2 separate regions of the Gossypium hirsutum genome follow, and region 1 is linked to region 2. Evidence: chromatin contacts called from public Hi-C data. All regions are on one chromosome and are shown on one strand. Each heading gives the region's core, a stretch centred on a gene start, on an enhancer-like site or on the middle of the called end of the contact. The rest is flanking DNA. Distances are from core to core; before and after follow the strand shown. Region 1 holds the start of LOC107910275 (pre-mRNA-splicing factor CWC22 homolog). Region 2 holds the start of LOC107910273 (stearoyl-[acyl-carrier-protein] 9-desaturase, chloroplastic).

What was found. Hi-C and Micro-C count contacts between places; a contact is called where the count stands out from the background.
Region 1: a Hi-C map of leaf shows a contact between it and region 2, with 4 times the contacts expected there. The contact joins the promoter of LOC107910275 here to the promoter of LOC107910273 in region 2. A contact is called at or near these places in 3 of 34 Hi-C or Micro-C datasets (fibers, hypocotyl and leaf).

The regions. Positions count from the first base shown.
Region 1 is chrD02:30,728,627-30,734,151 of Gossypium_hirsutum_v2.1, forward strand. It overlaps LOC107910275 (pre-mRNA-splicing factor CWC22 homolog), which reads right to left and starts at 2,748. Exons shown (of 7, transcript XM_016838072.2): 1 at 967-2,748; 2 at 692-881; 3 at 1-99. The coding sequence starts at 2,226.
Region 2 is chrD02:30,494,444-30,500,054 of Gossypium_hirsutum_v2.1, forward strand. It overlaps LOC107910273 (stearoyl-[acyl-carrier-protein] 9-desaturase, chloroplastic), which reads left to right and starts at 3,896. Exons shown (of 3, transcript XM_016838071.2): 1 at 3,896-4,151. The coding sequence starts at 4,027.

The DNA of each region.
Region 1 (5,525 bases), core at 1,498-3,997, 230 kb after region 2:
ACTTTGCTTTCCTTATAGCAAATAAGCCCTCTATAAGAAATTGAACACGTTTATCTATCTCTCCCTCATGAAGAATCCCCCGAAAACGCTCAAAAATACCTGTAAACACAACAGGAAACATTAACTGACAATGGAAACAAATATGTCGAAGAAGATGCCACTAGACTAGAATCATCGAAGTAGAGAAAAGAAATAGATAAAACTTTTTCCTCAATTTTGTTTCACAGAAAATTACATTCAGATTAAACAAAATTTCTATTATTGATTTGTAAAAAGCTTCCTGCAGCGGTCAATGCAAAATAAGTAAGCTTATGAAAAATTAAAAAAGAAACAAAAGAATCAGAATCACAGATATCGTTTTTCACGATTGAGGATGAAATATTTTTAAAACCAGTATACAGTGACTTTTTCAAAACCTAACTCATACTACTTACCAGCATTGTAACCACACTTAAGGATGTCAACCAAATGAAGTTCTTAGTATATTCCAAAAGCTGAAGCAAGAAAAAAGCACATCCCCAAGGAAAAATGATTTGTCATGCATTACATGTCTAATTAACAAAATGCAAGACAATACATACATCTCAGCATTCCAACACCATAATACTATGGAACTTAAACCAGTATCAATCGTAGTAATATGGGTATAAGTACTGCATTGGAAAAACATGATTCAAATGGTAACACTAACCATGTAGGCCTTTTGGTGAAAGATCCTGAAGTAAGGAACCACATTCAGTAACAAAACCAACAGCTACCTCAACACTGTCATCAGTAGGATTTTCCAGCAACACAGTGAGTAGTTCCAAAGCAATAATCTCGTGAGCCACTTGTTGGTTCACAAGATGAGCTACAAATTTAACAGCTGCAAATAATTGAGGCTGTCCAATACAAGAAACAGTCAGTTACACACAAAAGAAAAAAAAACCCTAAATCATCAGAATTAGTGAAGAGGCAATTAATCACCTTGTCATTCCGCTTATATGCTCTCTTAAGCTGCAAAACAATCCTTCTCAACAATAGCTCCCCCACCTCAGGAAACTTGGTGTTAACAACAGCCACCAGTGCAGCAAAAACATCAGTGAAACCTGGAGATGCCATCTGAGATTTCATGCACGAACGACAAAAGAGACCTCTTCCTCGAATAAGATTTTCAGCAAAGAGTTCTGGAATAATATTCTTGATATTAGTAGCATTTACTTTGTTAACAAGACCATTGATACTTTTTCTGAGGGCATCCCATGTTAATCGCTGATACTCAACACTGCTCTTATCCTGTGTCTCTTTCATCATTCTAGCTAATTTAAATGGAGGAATGTAAACTCCTCCACTTCTACCTAAATTCGAGGTATCACCGTTCAAGTTGGTTTGCTGAAAAGCTGGTTGTTTCTGCTTGATTTCTCCTTCCTCTTTCTCCTTAAAGCTATTATCATCTCTGTCTCTCCGGCTTGGCTGATTATCATTGTCTCTCCTTTGACTTCTATTCTCACGTTCTGTATTTCTATGGGACCTTCTTCCGCGATCATCATCATCATCAGAATCATGCCGTGAATGACGCCACCGGTCCCTATTTCTATACCTATCTTCCTCCCGTTGCTTATCATTATGCCGATCCCTATGTCCAGTGTCATGCCTATGACGTCTATCCCTTTTTCCACTCCTGTCCCTCTTGGCTCGCCTCTCTTCTTCTGACTTATCAGAAGATTCAGAACTTTCCTCCTGTGCATCTTTCCGCCTAGCCTTGGAATCATTTTCACCATCACGAATTCTATCTCTTTCATGCCTTCTATCCCTAAAGGAAGGCTTGTCATCTTCTTCATCAGAAGATCTTGAACCTTCTTCTCTCCGCCTATCCTTACCATCATCATCACCGTCATGAATTCTCTCTCTTTTACGCCTTCTATCTCTATAGGAATGCTTGCCATCTTCTTCATCAGAGGATCTAGGACGTTTTTCTCCCTGCCTATCCTTACCACCATTATCAGCATGAATTCTCTCACTTTCTTCGCTCCTATCTCTATTAGCACGCTTGTCTTCTTCTCCAAAAGATCCAGAATTTTCCCTCTGCCGCTTCTCCTCATTCTTATCGCCATGTTCTCTTTCTCTTCCTCTTTCTCGTCTTCCCCTTTCCCTATCTGACCTAGAATACCTTTTGCGACGATTACCATATTCCCCACTCTCATCTCTCGAATCATCGCCACTCGATTCATTGTATCTTCTAGCCATACTTTAAGAAGTTACAGAATCAATTATTAAAAAGAAAAGGCGCCTTCAATACCCCCTCCCTCGGCGAACCGTTCTTGAATATCGAAACAAATTGGATCTATAGAAAATCGAAACGCCTTGAAAGGAGAAACATGAACAAAGATGAAAAATAAGAGCGAGGTAAGGCTCACCTGACTCAGTGCGGCAACTTGCAAGAGCTCAAACTCAAATCCGAGAAGCAGAGAGAGGTCGATTAGACGCAATTTGTTCAATTAGAGTAACGTCGAATCAGTGCGCTTCAGCGAAGTCGAAGACAGTGGAGCAAGAAATATCCGATAACTTTGTGCCGGTGAAGCTTTGATAGGTTTCTATGCCTAATCCAACAAATTTATTTTAAAATATAAACCCTAATTTTGATAATCGTTCAGTGTAGCTTAAAAATAGTAACAAGGTTAACCACCGGTATTATTATTAATATTCGTATTTAAAACACCCATATGTAACACATTAAAAATTAAATTAAATTATAGATAAAATGAAATTAGAATTTGAGTGGTAAAGATAGAATTTAATTGCCAAGAGTTCAAATTCAGCATATGTATATTTTTATTATTTTTTAAATTAAAAATATTAAAAATACATTTGAATAATATAACTTATTTTAAATACGGAATGTTATTTTTGTAATTTCTTAATTGAGTTAGAATCCAGTTGTAACATCCTTACTCGGAACGATTTAATACGTTCCGACCAAGAGATATCACATTTAGAATTAAAGCTAACTTAATTTAAGCATAAATTTCAAGATTTCACTTCAACACAAATATATTAATTTGAGTTTATTTAGGCTTTTTTTAGAAACTAACTTAAAAGAATTTATTAATTACAAATTACCCAAATTCAAAATCTTGTACAAGAATGACATTTTTTTACAATGCACTCTGGTACCGCTATACCCATTGACGGCACCACCCCTAATAATGACCCAATGATTGGTTATTTTAAAATAATAATAATTTTTTGTGTTAAAAATATGAGTATTCTGAGAGAAAAAGAAAAAAATTAATATTTTAATGAGTGTCATCGTTCTCTTTGACGATACCGAATGAATTTATAAAAAAAGAAAAAATTAGTGCCGCCATTCTTGTTAGAGACATTGATGTCAGTAAATATGAATTTTTGGGTGTCGCTAGGTTGTGCAGCAGCATCAATGTTTATATATACCTATACCCAATGGAGATCAACATATGCTGAAGTAATTTTTTTTTTATGTTGAAGAGATGAAGGGAGAAATTATTGGGATTAGTTGTAGGGAGAGAACATGATAAAAATTTTAAGTGTTGAAAAAACGGGGAGAGAAGATTTTGTGTGTGTGTGTGTTTGTGTTTTAGTTAGAAATTTTGATAATTTGAAGGTATGTTTTGTTTAACAGTGATCTGGTGGAGCTCAGACACTAACATATTTCATTTGTCATTTGGGGAGTGTATCATCACCTACAAAATTTATTTCCCAATTGAGAGTAAAAAGAATTTTTTTCTATGGTTATGCGATCACGGGTTCAAATTGGTTATGCTATCAAGGAAACCCTTTAGGGGAGAAGGTGTCGATTATGGTGGGAACAAGTTGATGGTAGTATTCGTGCGGCAACAGACCGAACCTTATCTCACCAGAAGCACCCTTGGGTTACGGGATTCCTGACGAACTCAAATCAATAAAAGTTGAATATCAGAGGATTTTCAATGGACTTAATTCAAGCAGAAGATAATGAAATAGAAAAAAATACTTATTAAATAACATTAGCAACTATGTAATGTGATTATTCTAATTGTAATAAGTATTATTGAAATAAAAGTTAAGATGATAGTGGAGATGATCAAGTTTTCAATCCATTATTAATGTAAGTAGAAGTTTGATAAATAAAAATAAAAGTTTTTTAGTTCATTAGAAAATGAATTATAGTTCTTAACCTTTAAAGATTAATTCGTATCCGAACCTATAACAACCCGATTTCGACCCTAATCGGATATAGTGGTTTTGGGGCCACAAATTCGAGTCAAAAAAATATTTTAATATTATTTTGTGTGTTTATTGTGTGTGAATTTGATTGTGTGAAATTTTCGTGTTGTAATTTCGTCGTTTAAGTGTCCGATTTAATAAAAGGGCTTAAACGCGTAAAATGAAAATTTAGGGGTTAAATGTAAAAGCATCTATTTGTTGTTGTCTTTTTAATTGGGAGGCTTAAAGATGCAATTAGACCACTATTTAGATAGTGGGTGGCTAAGGACAAAACTAACCTTAATATAAATATATGTTATAATTATTTAAGTAAGGTTAAATTAGTAAATTATTATATATTATATTATATGATAGTTAAAAACATAAAATAAAGGTTATATCATCTTTCTTAGCCGAAAGTTAGAAGAAAGAAAGCCATAAAAGCTTAAGGAAGGTTCGACCATGTTCATGCTTAATTAAAGGTTCGTTTTCGTTCGATTTTTGAAAATTTTTACGTTTTTGAGATCGTTGTTTTGTGTAGTACAAGGCCCATGCTTTAATTTTAGAATTTGATAGTGATTTTGATATATTCCATTGATGAATGCTTGAGCTTTGTGATAGTTGATGATGAAATATGAAAGATATGTGAAAGATTAACATATTTTGTCTTTGAATTTTTGGTGAAATTGAGTAATTAGGGCTAAATTGTGAAAGTAAATTTTTTAGGGACTAAAATGTGAAATAAATGAAATGCGTGGACTTGTATGAACACTAGGAATATTCGGCCCTAGCATAGTGTGTTCAAATTTTGTGTATTTTGCGTTTTATGTAATAGGGACTAAATTACAAAAGTGTAAAATGTCAGGGGCAAAATGATAATTTTCCCATTTATAAGTTTTTGGACTAAATTGAATGGATAATATTTAAAATAGTTCATTTTCAATATATTTGGACCAAGAACCAAAGAAATCGGAGTTGGGTCAAGGAAAAACTAAAGTCATCGATTAATCGCCTGGTTTCGATTTTTACTGTCCGAGGTAAGTCTATTCTCAAAATAATATTATTAAATTAGAATATAAATGTATATTTATCATACATTTAATAAGCTTAATTAAACTTTATGATTTTTATATATGTTAGCCGAACATAAGTATTGGATTTGGCAAGTTGAGATTAATGGTATAAAATATATGTATACTAGCTAAAGTATGTTTTAAGTTCAATGTTATGAAACTAATAGTAGAATATATACATGAATATGAAGTTCTAAAGTAAGATTCAATTTCTTTGAACCGAATTTAAAGTAATGAATTATATATATAGTT
Region 2 (5,611 bases), core at 2,646-5,145:
AAAATATTGACTAAAATGTTAGATTTTGAAATATGGAAGCACATATGGTAATCCACGTGTATTTCATGCTAATTTTTTTATGAATTTTTTTATATTTTGAGTTATTTTATTTTATTGAATATTTTTATAATTATTGAATTATTTGTTGACGTGGGCATACAAGACAAATAGTTCCTGTTAAGATGAAGCACACATGTACTACCATGTAGGTTTCCATCACCATTAAAAAATATATTTTTTATAAGCATTTTCGTTAAAAAAAAAGTAATTTGACTACTTTTTGAAAGGTTAATGGTCAAATTTAGTCCAAAAAAAAAAGGAACAAGGATCAAATTGAAAAAATATGTAAACGTTGAGGGCTAAACTTATCATTATATCTTTTTTTCACTTAATTAGGTACTTGATCTTTCAAAATGCATCAAAAAGACCCTCAAAATTTTTAAAAGAAGCAATTAAGTCCTTGCTCTAATTAAAAATTATAAAAAAATAAAAAATTATTAATTTTAGAAAAATTATTAAATTTTAATAAAAATATAAAAATATAATATTTATTAAAAATAGAAAATTTTTTATAAAAATTGTAAAAAAAAATTGTAAAATTTTATAAAAACCATAAAAAATTAATGACCCCTAATTTTTTTTCAATTAAAGTCATCACATGTCGCAACACAGTGTGACGTGTGGCGAAAAATGATAAAAAAATAAAAATCAGTAAAAGTTATAGAAAAATATAAAATGCTTCTTTTGGTACGATAATTTTTATAAAAAATTTTACGAAATATTTCTTTACATTTTATATAATTTTCTAACGAATTTATAAAATTTCATAATTTTTTTATATTTCTATATATTTTATAATTTTTTACGATTTTTATAAAATTTTACAATTTTTTATATTTTTTTACAATTTTTATATTTTTTTCTAATTTTTAATATTTGAAATTTTTATTAAAATTTAATAATATTTATAAATTTTATTGATTCTAATTTTTTATAAAAAATTCTAATTTTTAATAAAAACAAGGGCTTAATTGCTTTTTTTGTAAAAAGTTTGAAGGTCTTGTTGATGCGTTTTGAAAGTTCAAGTAACCAATGGAGTACAAAAAAAAAGTAGGGGATTAATTGCTTTTTTTTAAAGGTTTGAGGGCCTTTTTGATGCATTTTGAAAATTTAAGTGCTCAATTGAGTGCAAAAAAAAGAGGGACTTAATTGCTTTTTTTTAAAAAAAATTGAGGACTTTTTGCTAAATAATTCAAATTTAGTATAACCTTTGTTTTCATTTTTTGGTAGAAAGTATACTCGCATATTTTAATTTAGAAATAAAACTCATCATGATATTTTAAAATTTTAGAGTAATTAAAAATATTGACTAGAAATTTTTGTTAGAAACTATTTAAAAAAAGAAGAAGCTGAAAATGAAGACTAAAATTATCTAGAGACACTATTGCAAATTATTTTTGTTAATGTAGCTCATGAGTTAATCTGGGATACTCAACGAAAGTAGTGTTTCTGGAGTGTTTATATTCGGTTTTAATTTCGAACTTTTATCTTTCTATTTTGAGAAAAATTCAAAGAGATTCATGAAGTTTGGCAAGAATGCTTAATTCATCAAAGAAATGTTTTTAGCATTTTTAGCTTTGCTCTGGTTTAGGTTAAGATCGACTCCACTACTCTCTTAGGGTCTTTTCGAACATCACTGAGTAAAATTGAATAAACAATCTCTTGTAATCACAAAGAATTGTAATTTATTGTACATGTTTGGCTAACAAAGTGTAATTATATTGTAATTATCTGTCATGTCTGGTAATACAAATTCTAATTACATAGTTACATAATTTATATTTGTAAAATTATTAATTACTATAAAAAATTATTAGTATGATAAAAATAATTTCTAAACATGTAACACAAAATAAAATAAATTAATATATATAAAATGTTAGTCTAAAAAAGTAGTTGATAATATGATTATCAATAAAAATAGTAAGAAAAGTAAACATCATATGCAATTTTATCTAATTGTTCTAGTTCATATTTGTTTGGTTATTTTCTCTTTAATATTGAACATGTGTTTTTTATTATCATATGTTGGTCCTTGACTCCCTCGTTGTTAAAATTATTAAGATCTTCTTCTTCCATGTATTTTATGAAGTATGAGTCGTCTTAATTCTCCATATGATTGAAGTTATGAAATATGCAACATATTAGTACGATCCAACCTTGATTTTAATATTATACTAAGGTGATGTTAATATAAAAAAAAATTTTAGAATAATAAACGTTTTCCCAACCATATTTTGAAGTCTTGAATGTTTCAAATTAAAGAGTTCGTGAGTTACCTATGGTGCTTGTGTATGACACCATTCTCTTAAATGATATCATACCCTACAATATAGTGTAAGAAAACTTTTTTTATATTTGCATATTTAGCATCAACCTTATAATATTTGGGTTTACAGTCTAAATAATCTATAACTTTAATTATAAAAACTTATATAAACTTAATTTGGAGAAAGACTTATGCTAGGTTAAATATGTAAATTAAATAAAAAATAATATAAATTTTTTATAAAAATGTTTTATAAATTGTCTAAAATTTTCATAATACTTTTTATAAATAATATAATTTTTTCAATAACTTTAGAAAATTATTATTTTTATGAATAAGTTATGATAAAAAAAAGCTATAACATTTTTTTATGAATAAACATATTATTTTTATAATATATAACATGGACACATAAATAAGTTATGTTCATACATGAACGTAAATTTTTATATATAAATATATTATAACACTTTTATAATATGAAAATGATTATTTATAATGAATTTTTTTTGTCATAAATTTAGAAAATTTTTAAGATTTAAATAAATTTTTTTGTAATAACTTTATGAAATACACAAATTATTTTTATAATATAAGAAAATTTATTTCATAATTATCACAAATACTCATATATGTTCATGCTTGTAATATAATTTTTATAACTTGTATAAAAATAATTTTTTAAAATTAGATTTGATGTAATTACTCCAATTCTCACCGTCTCTAAAAATTGAAAAGTGTAATTGATGCTATAATTACACCAATTCAATGGGATCTATCAATTATAATGATTACCCAAACACAACACCCTTATATAATTAAAAATAATTACACTCAACTCTAATTATAAAATTATTTTTCCAAACACTACTTTAATCCATGCAAAACAAATACTACATTAATTATAGTTATCATTTTATACAATGGTTATTTTTCTTTCTCCTCCCATAAAAGTTTTTAAACTATATAAATAGGATTTAATTAATTGACATATGTGTATTTTAATTAATTTATGATTTTTTAATGTTACTTAAGCACGAATAACAATGTTTTATTTTTTGCTTTGGGATTTTTTTAATTCCAACTAAATAATATTCTTTTATATAATACTCGTAAACTTGATTATACAAATTAACACTTGTTGATAGTGCAGTTTTAATTAAATAAAATTAATAAATAAAAGATAATTATTTGTTATGCTATGTTTGATTGTACTTTTTTTTAAGGCAAATTTAAGAATATGGGTGAGAAATAAATTAATTTACTTGGTAATATTTAATTATTTTCATGACTTAATTTTGGTAAGGAAAAAGAAAATTTTTTATTTATTTTAAAGAAATCTTATTTTTATAAGAATTTATTTATCTTTTCAAGTTTAAATTTAAATTTATACTAACTATTCTTATTTTATCTAATTATTGAAATACATATGTAATAATAAATGATTAATTATATTTAAAAATTAAAAAAAATAAATTAATAAGACATATCATTAAATCTCAAACTACTTAGTAAAATTAAAAAATCCCTCCATCTATATACGATATAATTAGGGAATAAAAAATTAAAAGGAAAATAAACGTCAAATCACATTATTTTAAAAATCGACAACTTCAATAAAAGGCGAGCTGTGTTAAGCAAACACACAGTCGTCACTAAGCAAAGCAAAGCAAAGCAAAAAAAGAAAAGGGCAAAAAATGGCTGTGCAATTCAATCCCATGGCTTCTCAAACTAAGAAACTCCCTTCATATGCTCTTCCACCCATGGCAAGTCTTAGATCTCCCAAGGTTTCTATGGTCTCCACTCTTCCACCTCGCTCCAAGTTAGTCTCCTTTTTCTTCTTCTTCTCTTTCGTTATATATTCGTATTTTGTTGTTAAAATCATGGGTTTTTACCTGTTTCCTTCAATTTTAGACGTTTTCTTTATTTGGATCTTTGTTCTTTTTGCTAACTAACATGCCTCTCAAGAGTCTTGTTCTCCGATTTAGGTCTTTGATAGTCTTTCGTGTATTCTTACAGTGTCTAATTATGTTATTTTTATCTCTTTTTTTTCTTGTGTTTATTTAAAATATATTCATATAGATTTTGATTATATTAAAATTATATTGTCTAAAATTATCAAGCTTAGCTTCTCAAAAAAAAAAAATCAAATTGAGTGATATATTATCTTATGGTCTTACGTATTTATTGTTATTTCTTGGAGGACTGAAATAGCTATTCAACCTTTTATTAGAGTAGCTAACACAGTTTTTGTGACCATTTTGCTCTCATAAAAAAAATTTAAACTTTGAAATCCTTTCTTTTGTCGTCGTCATTTTTATTAAAATAATATTGTTTTGTAATTTTGCTCGCGGCATCCCGGTGAAGTAACGTAAGAACTTAAATGTTGACGGGTTTTTCGTCGTCAAAAGGCGTGGGTCAGAGTAACTAGCGGTGGTTCGAGGCACCCATCTGGGGCATCAGCAGCCGGATGTGGCGCTCCAGGTGCAAGATCTGCCGTGCTAGCGGCCAGATCTGGGCACTGGTAGCCCACCAAAATCCTTCTCAATTCGAGTCGAAAAAGCAGCTCCGGCAACCATGTTCTGGCCGCTGATAGGTGGCAAATATTGTGGAAATAAAGACAAATAAATAAATAAAAATTAAACTACACAACTTTCATAAATTTTCATTTAACCTCTAAAAATGAAAAAAAAAAAATTTAGACACTGCCATTAATAATTGCTTTCATTTAGCCACTCACTGTTATATCAATGTCATTTTAGTCACACACCTTTTCGTAGGCTTATGTTTTTCTTTTTTTTCTAAAAAATGAAAAACTTAAGTTTCTCTATCTGGTATTTTACGGGAAAAATTATTTTATTTTTTTAGAATCAAATTTAGTTTTTATTTGTAAAAGAGAAAATTTTGGGTTTTACAGTGAAATACTTGATTTTCACATGGGAAAATTGTTCAATTTTTTTAAATTTATTTAATTTTAAAACCCTTTGATTTTTATTGGGAAAATCTTGAGTTTTTATAGGGAATTAAGTTATAAAAAAAATTGTTTTATCTCTTCAAGTCCTTATAAAAACTCAGTTTTTGTTTTTTTTTTTTAAAAAAGGAAATTAGCGATAAAATGAAATTTGTTAGAGTTGGTTGAATAAAATGAATGCAAAATAAGGGTGATTAAAATGAAAATGGCTGTAAACGGTAGTGTTTAAAATGTAAATTTTTTATTTTCAAGGTTAAAATGAAAACTTAAAGTCGGAGGATTAACTTCTTAGTTTATTCTAAGGAAAAGCA